Linked DNA regions of Zea mays: region 1 is linked to region 2. The links are chromatin contacts, called in public Hi-C maps. All regions are on one chromosome and are shown on one strand. Each heading gives the region's core, a stretch centred on a gene start, on an enhancer-like site or on the middle of the called end of the contact. The rest is flanking DNA. Distances are from core to core; before and after follow the strand shown. Region 1 holds the start of LOC103646632 (protein SMAX1-LIKE 4). Region 2 holds the start of LOC100273674.

Region 1 (4,040 bases), core at 1,059-3,558, 440 kb after region 2:
CCACTATTTCCTCTTCGTCTGATCCTCTGTGCAACACTCTACTGCCTTGTTTACTCCCTCTCGTTTTCTTAATAAATAAAGTATGTGCACTTTGAACATTCAAAATTTGTTCGAAAATAGCTGTATATTTAGCTATGAACCAAATAACCGTAGTACTCTTTTTTTATATATAGCTTTCTCTATTCACAAGACGTAATCATTGTACATTGGTTACCTTTAGTGAAGGTTCAATGGTACATAGATAATTTCACTATATTGCGTTTACTAATTGAGGCAGAAGAAGTGCATTCATTAATGACTACTAGTAACTAGGAGTAGTGTCCTGTAGCCTGTAGGTGGATGCAGCCTCACGGGGAGCTCGCAATATGCATGGCCCACTCAGCTTGCCCATTTGCTTGTTCTAGACAGTAAGGCAGCAATGGAGGACCCGAGCTCAGACAGAAACATGGTGGCAGAAGGAGAGCATAGTACACTGATCTTTAGGAAAACAGGTTTCTCGGTTGGGAACTGGTTTGCTTGCTCCTTACCTTGGGAGGGAGGTAGAAGACGATGTGGAATGCAGGATGTTGAGGGACAGGCCGCTGCCGCTGCCGGTGGGGACCACCACAGCCTGCAGCGCCCAGGCGGACTCCAGCGGCCGCCGGCGCCGCTGCTGCCACCTCATGTACGTCTGATAGCTGGCGGTGGCCACGAGCCAGGCGCGGACGCGGGAGGCTCGGAGGTCATCGAGGAGGCGTCCGAGCTCGGCGACCATGTGCTCCACGGGGCTGTACGACGAGACAGCGTGGTTGTCGTTCGCTTCCTCATCGAGCGCCCACCGCAGGTCGCCCACGCAGACGACGAGCCCGCCGCCGCGCTGGAGCTGCACGGCGTCCACGCTACGGCGGAGCTCGGACGCCCGGGCGTTCACGTCGGCGCGGCTCATGAGGCGAACGTGCACGTAGGAGAGCTGCAGCTTTAGGAGGTGAGCGCCGGCGAGTGCTTCGGGGACGTCGCCGCGCTCGAGGCACCGCAGGAGCTCACCGGCCACGGCCTCGGCCATGGACACCGAGTCACCAACCACAACGGGGTTGCTTCGACGTCCCTCCTTCCGCACCATCACCTCCAGGACCGCGCGGACGTCGGCGCTGCAGGCCCCAGGGCCCGGCGCTGCCAAGAACTGCGCTGGCCACAGCCCGAAGCGGTCACCGCTTTTGCCGCCGGAGGAAATGCTGGAGTCGATGAAGAAGTGGGGAGGGATGGGCGGAGGCGGCGGTGGCGGGGACGATGAGGAAGGTGGCGGCATGAGCGCGCTCTCCTCCTCGAGGTTGTTCTTGACGGTGGCGCTGGAGAAGCCGGCTTCCCGCATGACGCGGCTGACGCTGGGGTCGTCGAGGATGGAGATGACCAGCTGCTCCAGCTCCACCTTGATGGCGAGCAGTGGCTGCGGCTGCGGCGCATTTGCTGGCGGCGGTGGCTGCGGGAGCTCAACGCACCCGCGTCGCTGGTTGGCCTGCGCGCGCTTGAGGGCGGCGACGAGAGCGTTAGAGAGCGTGGGGCTGGGCTGGATAAGCGGCGACGTGAACGGCGCCGTCATCGAGGAGGGCGGCGAGTGCGGGCCGGACGCGGGCAGGCGATTGAGCGCGACGTTGAAGCACAGCTCGAGCGCGCGGCACTGGAGTGGGTGCTGGGGCGCGCCGTGAGACGACGCCGCGCCGGGCGCCGGGTGCGAGCGCAGGCAGGCACGCTTGAGCAGGCCGTACGGCGCCGCCAGAGACGCGGGCGAGTAGAAGGCCGCGAGAGGCTGCATGCACGCGGCGGCAGCGGCGGGGCCGGTCAGCAGCGCGAACGCGACGTGCAGCGGAGTGACCTGCGCATGGCCGCGCCTGCGCGCGAGCGCGAGCGCGAGCTTCAGCACAGCGGCCGCCTCGGCGTTGAGCGACTGGTGGATGGTGTATGCCCCCGCCCGCATCCCTCGCCGTCACCCCGCCACCCCCCCTCTGTGCCTTACACGCTGTATGTGATGTGTGTGCCACGTGCCCACGTTCTTGCTTCTCCCTCGTAGCAATGGAAGGCAAAGACGCCCTTCGTTCGTGCTGGAACGTTGGGAGGCAGCGCGCGGCAATGATGCGTGTGAGCCACCTGATGAGCGATTCTTCCCTCTCCCTTATCAGAGATCAGGGTGAGAGCGCTCTCCTGCTGTTTGGCAATAGGGGCCGTGTGTGTACGTGCCTAGACTGGCTAGCGCTGCTGGCTGCCTTCTTTTGTGGCTGCTTTTGTTTACCTTTATAGAGTATTCTCTCTTCAACCATTTCACGGAGAATTTGAGATTGAAGTGGCTTGGCTGCATAGAGGGTAGCTAGTTTGTCTGTTTATGAAGTGTGGCGGATGCCGCCTGCTGAGCTGCCGCGCCTTTGCATAGCCTAGCCGCGTCAGCCTTTGCTCCCTGCTTTCTGTGTCACGCGGTCACGCCCAGTGTGCGCACCAATGCCCTTTCCTTCGGCTGAGCACAGGACTGTTTTTTTCAGGGAAGCAGGGATCAATCGAGCTTCCCCTTCCACACCAACTGCCTATGGCTATCCATGCAAGCCATGCTGAGGTGCTCCCTTGGTTTTTTGTTGAGAAACTTGAAGGACCATATGTCTATGGCCATGTTTGTTTTCAACATATTCTAGACATGTGCAGTAATGTAGAGGTGACACTTTATGGAAAGCAAAAAAAAATCTCATAATCTAGCTCTTTCAACCTAGATAATAGGAGATATCAGAGATTTTGGGCAGCCGGATGATTCAGCATTTGAGCATAATTTTTTCTTTTTAGAGCCACTCTATTCTACATAAAGCCAATCCAAACAAGAACAAATTGAAAGCGGAACGGTTCCGTTCCACCATACCCTGAAACCCCACACTACCTCATGGAGCAACTATTCATCATTTCCATTAAGCAAGGGTATAAATAAAATTTTAGCATTATAGCTATGAGTGGACTTATTAATGCTAAAAAAGGTTGTTGTTTTTATGTTATGCAAAAGGTTGTTATTTTTTGACGCCCCCATCCTGACGCACGAGCGACGACGGTGGTTCCTCGAGGCACGAGCGGCGACAGTGACCCTGGAGTCGCGTGCAGCGGCGCCGGCAGCCCCGGAGGCAAGAGCGCCGGTCGTGGCTCGGGGAGGCACGAGCGAGCGACGCATGCGCCCCTCACTCGTCGACGGCGGTTACCCGAGGCGCGAGCGGCGATGATGGCCCCGAAGGTGCGCGTAGCGATGACGGTGGCTCGGGAGGAGCGAGCGCCGGCCACGACCAGAGGCTCGTATGTTGGCGGCTCTGCACGCGTGCACGACAGTGATGGCCCTCTTTGGCGATCGTGCGAGGCACCACCGTCTCCGGCAGCGGTGGCGACGACGGTCGCGCGAGGCGCGGGCTGAGATGGTCGGCGATCTATACGATAGTTTGGGCGTCCTTCGGTGATCAACTCCTCTGATCCGGATAAATTATGGATCACAAGTAAGGCTAGGTACAAAGCAACTTTTCACAACAAATCTTAAGTTTTTCTATAGTTAAATTGATATGTAACATAGGTATTGTATGTAGGGATACACAGGTTCATAAACAAGGGGTGATTGATTTCCTAGCTTTTGCATTTAGACATTCAGCAGTAGGGAACAAGATATTGTGCCCTTGTAGGAACCTAATGAAGACACAATAGCCATTCGTAAGCTAGCAAAAGATAATAGTCAAGAATTATATCGAGGTTGCCAAAACTACTCAAAGCTACGTTTCCTAGTTCGTTTGCTTCACATCAAACTTCTTGGGGGAGGGACGCATAGAAGTTTTGATTTGTTGGTAGATTTACTTGTTGATGCACTACCTAAGGGTTTGACACTTCCTAGAAACTTTCACAAAGCAAAGGAAGTGGTCAAATCTGTAGGAGTTGGGTACACTACAATTCATGCATGTGAAAATGATTGCATTCTATTTTGGAAGAAGCATAAAAAATCTGATTCATGCTCGGTATGTAGTGTCTCACATTGGAAATCAGAAAAGAAGAGTCTAGATGGG
Region 2 (4,358 bases), core at 329-2,828:
CTTGAGCTGCTCAAACCATAAGCAAGAAGAGCCTGAAAGTTGATGAACAATTAGATCTGAGTTCTTTATTCATGGTCATGAAACAGAGAGGAAAGGTATAAACATCAACTGGCATAGCAAAAAAAACATACCTGGTTAGCAAAGTCTGCAACAGAATGCACAAGCTCAGCTAGCATAACATGACTTGAAGTTGAAATCCACACTCCAAACTTTAGGGAGAAAACGAGGAAGTTGCACCATAGTGCCATGTTAACCGCTCGATGGCTGAGGTCACATTCCAATATCAATTACATTAAACGAAATGTACATCAAAAGATAACTTCATGAGCAATCCAAACAAGAAGCAATGACACTATTCTGTTGATAACAAAATGCTGGATCAACTAGTATAGGTTATCCTTTGTAATTGTGTTTCTTTACCACAATGACAAAAAATAAAGGGGTAATTTGCAATGAGTACTTATTGTGCAGCAGCATCGTGATTCAGACTCATAGTTCAATCAGAAGCATATTCTAAGTGGGCTTTTTTCCTTGTCTCATCACCTCGTCCAGGAATGGGGAGCATAACATTCTCTTATGCCTCCAACTCCAAAAAAATTATGGAATAACATATCCCCAATTGTGTACTGTCATAACATCAGGGCAAAAGCATTTGTGTTCCATCACAGCACAGATCCACAGATGCACATATACCAAAACCATCTCACACTCACAAAATCGCAATTTATCTTATACTTGTTAGGTACTCATATGTTGCTACGGTTTCCATTTATGCTTAATTATAAAGTATAAAACGCAAAAACATGTGTATTTTGTTTGTTATGTGGGTATGAATGTGGGTTTGGAGCCAACAAGGCAAAAATCATGGTTTGAATCCTTATTTGTACATAATTTTAGCTTTTTCACCATTAAAATGAGGAGCAAGGAGGGGTCACGCACGACGACGGTAGAAACAATGGAAACTGGTGATTTATATAGTAGATAGATATAGGGTACGAGGCACTGTGTTGAGCATCTTCTTTATCACAATGTTTCATATATAAATATACTAATTATTATATTTTGCATGAAAACAAAGAATGTCAATAATCCATGACGAGAACACAACTTCTGAAATCTGTTTTGCTGGATACGCAATGTTCTGACATCTGAGGGAAATGTTAGGGGTGCCATCGTCAAAATGTGACTTCTGAGGGAGACCAAGAAAGGGGAATTACCTGTGTTCATCGTCAAAATGTGCTTTCTTCTTGCCCTTGGCCACACGCAGAGAATAACCTGCATCAGAAGAGCAGCAGCACCCAACATAAGGCAAGAGCTAAGCAAATAGAAAAAGCAGGCACAACGAGGAAATCAAAGAAGGGGCCAGCCCTTCCTTACTGCGGGAGATGGTGAGCCGGACGGGAGCTGCGTCAGAGACGGAGCCGAGGGGCCGCGACGCTGCAGGAGGAAGAGCCTGCCTCCACCACCCGCCATGGAGGCTGAAGAGGCCCGCGGCAGCTGATGCAGAGAAGAGGAGCGGGCGTGGGGAGAAAGCCGAGCCAGAAGGCGGGAGCGGGGGCAGCGGCGACGAGGAGGCCTCGCGGCCGCCGTCGTCGTCACGGCGGGATAGAAGGAATGGGCAGGGCGAGAGAAGGCGGGCAGGGGAGGTGGAAGAGAAGAAGCGGAGGCGGAGGGCCGCAGAGGCGAGGGGACGACGCATTTAGGCGTGCCGGCGTCACCGGTGCTGCTGCCGCCGGTGGGGCACGACTCCCATTCCTCGGAGCGACTCTCCGAGACTAGTAGGGGATTAAACTACCATGTGGTTGGGCGGCGGCCAGGCCGTGTCCCGCCGTTATTTGGGCCCATTTGTCGGCCCGTCTTGGATAGGATCCGTAGTACGTTTAAGCAGATTGTACTTAACATCGCTCTAACGATGGTAGCAGGTAACTGAGTGCATAACATTACTTAGGGGGGCACACCCACATGCTCGGTTACCTATAAATATCCTCACATTGTACATGGACGGGACACACTTAACAAGACGCTACAGTTCCATACTTACTGTTTTGTTGAGCATTTGTGTTCCCTCTTTCTTGATTGGGCCCACTTGACCATGTGTCAGTCGGTCCCAACATTTGGCACCCATCGTTCGTGCTACGATAAAGCAAACTCGCGATGGCCCAAGAAAACGACTTCGAAGGCACTTTTAGGCTTGAAAATAGACATACTACAAATCTATATGGTTCCAAGTGAAAAAGTGTATGTTTCTAGCACTTAGTCACTTGTTTTAGGTACTAATCATATATTGTCTAATGGTGTGTTTGGTTTGTGGAGTCACTCTATGCTTCATGAGGTGATGCATCATAAGTTCATTCCATCAATTTTGGTGGAATCAATCCACTCCTCATGTATATACTAATTATTAGCTTATGAGGAATGGGGTGGTGATGGATCAACTCATTTTATTCCACAAACCAAATAAAAAAGTGAAGAGTGAGAAGAAGATGGATCACTTCATTCCTCAAACCAAACACACTCTAAGTGTTAGGGACTATACGAAGTCGAGCCAAAAAACAAAGAAAAGTTGGCATGGAAAAGAAGCATCTGGGCTTCTTTGAGTAGCACCAGAAGGTCCGGTGCCACCCACCGGACGGTTCGGTAACTGTCCGGTCGTTTGGGCAGCTCTCGGGAAAAGCTAACACCCCCGGCTATAATTCATCGGATGGTCCGCGCGGAATGCTAGACAATCCGGTTTGTTAGTCGGCCAACGGCTACTTGACACGTTAGCCGGAGCCAACGGTCAGGAGGAGCACCGGACAGTTCGGTGCCCCCGTGGGACAGTCTGGTGCCGCCCAGAAGCAAAAAGTAGCAAATCAGAGATTCATGATAGTTGCACTGTGCAGTGTTCGGTGTGCACCGGACAGTCCGGTGTACTCGCGGATAGAAGGCAACTAGGACCTTCCAAATGGAGCTCCAACGACACCTAGGTCCCTTGGGGCTATAAAAGGACCCTCTAGACACCATGGAGTTGTACCCAAGCACTCTTTGAGAACACTACAGCTCTGAATCCATGCGACCATGCTATTGTTTTGCTAGAGAGAGATTTGAGCGCGTTTTTGAGCTGTAATTCTGTCGTTGTGTTTCGTGCGCTCTCTTTTCACTTGTGTGTGTTGTTGCTGCGTTGTGCCCTTGTGTGCGTTTCTACTCCCATCCTTACTCCATTTTGATTGTAAACAATTGTGTAACTTGTGAGAGACTCCATGTAACACTATAAAAACCATCAACTAAAAAAATACATTTAAGATTATTAATGATAATTAGGGTAATAAAGTGTGATTTTTATTTTGCATCTAGAATAATTTTTGTTGTATTCATGTTTGATTTTGGATGTTTAGTAGAAATTTTCTTCTTAATAAAAATCCAATTAAATAATATAATAATTATTGGTCCAAAAATAAATATTTTAGTTATAAAAAATTTTGGTATAATTATTATGATTTTTTAGAATTTTTAAAAATATATTTATTTATATTTTAATAGAAAAGAAATAAAAAAAGAATTTCAGAAACCCTAACATCTAACCGGCCCATCAGGGCCCAACAGTCAAGCCGCCATTAGGGGAGGATTTTCTTCCCCCCCCCCCTCTCTCCCTGCCGAGCGGGCCCCACCCGCGGCCGCCCCTCGTCTCCTTCCCCAGCCGCGCCGCCACCAGGACATCGCGCGCGTGCTGCGCGCCGACCGCGACCAGGCCGCCGACCTCGCGCCCGACCGTGACCCCGGAGCCGGACCGCCGACACTTCTACTCCTCCCCTAGTTTCCCCTTCTCTCTCCCTCCATTCAAAACCTCCATGAATGCCATCAATGGAGTTATGTCGGTCGTTTCTTCTCCCCCCGGGCGCCCTCTCCCCTTCCCTCTCCTCTATAAATTGGACATCCGCGCCCACGAGCTCTCCCTCCCCTACAGCCGAACCCGCCATCCTCTTCCTCCCTCGCCGTGAGTTCGTCGCCGGAGCTTCGTCGACCACGCAGCACCCCGCCGGAGCCCCGCTCGACGTCGAGGACCCCTGCCCCGCTTCCCTGCTCGACGCCAAACCCCCTGTCCCTTCCCTGCCCGGTCGAACCCCCCCCCCCCCCCGTCGAGCTCCCCCTGCACGCGAGCAAGTCCAAGGTAGAAGAAGACGATTTTTCATTTTAGTCCATGTTTTGTAAATTTAATAATTTCGGGATTATCAGTTTATAGATTGTTGAAAAGAGATTTTGATGTATACGTATAGCCGAAATTGAACCCCGCAACAATATTTCGGATATGTGCATGATTTTATAATTTTAAAAATGAATAATGTCACTATTCACTACCTCGGTGATTTTCATACTAGAAA

The links. Hi-C and Micro-C count contacts between places; a contact is called where the count stands out from the background.
Region 1: a contact with region 2 is called in a Hi-C map of ear, with 2.8 times the contacts expected there. The contact joins the promoter of LOC103646632 here to the promoter of LOC100273674 in region 2. A contact is called at or near these places in 4 of 25 Hi-C or Micro-C datasets (ear, leaf, root tip and 1 more).

Annotation. Positions count from the first base shown.
Region 1 is chr2:82,767,611-82,771,650 of Zm-B73-REFERENCE-NAM-5.0, forward strand. LOC103646632 (protein SMAX1-LIKE 4) reads right to left here and starts at 2,309. Exons shown (of 3, transcript XM_008664143.2): 1 at 528-2,309. The coding sequence starts at 1,951.
Region 2 is chr2:82,331,679-82,336,036 of Zm-B73-REFERENCE-NAM-5.0, forward strand. LOC100273674 reads right to left here and starts at 1,579. Exons shown (of 13, transcript NM_001360290.1): 1 at 1,378-1,579; 2 at 1,218-1,275; 3 at 132-264; 4 at 1-32. The coding sequence starts at 248.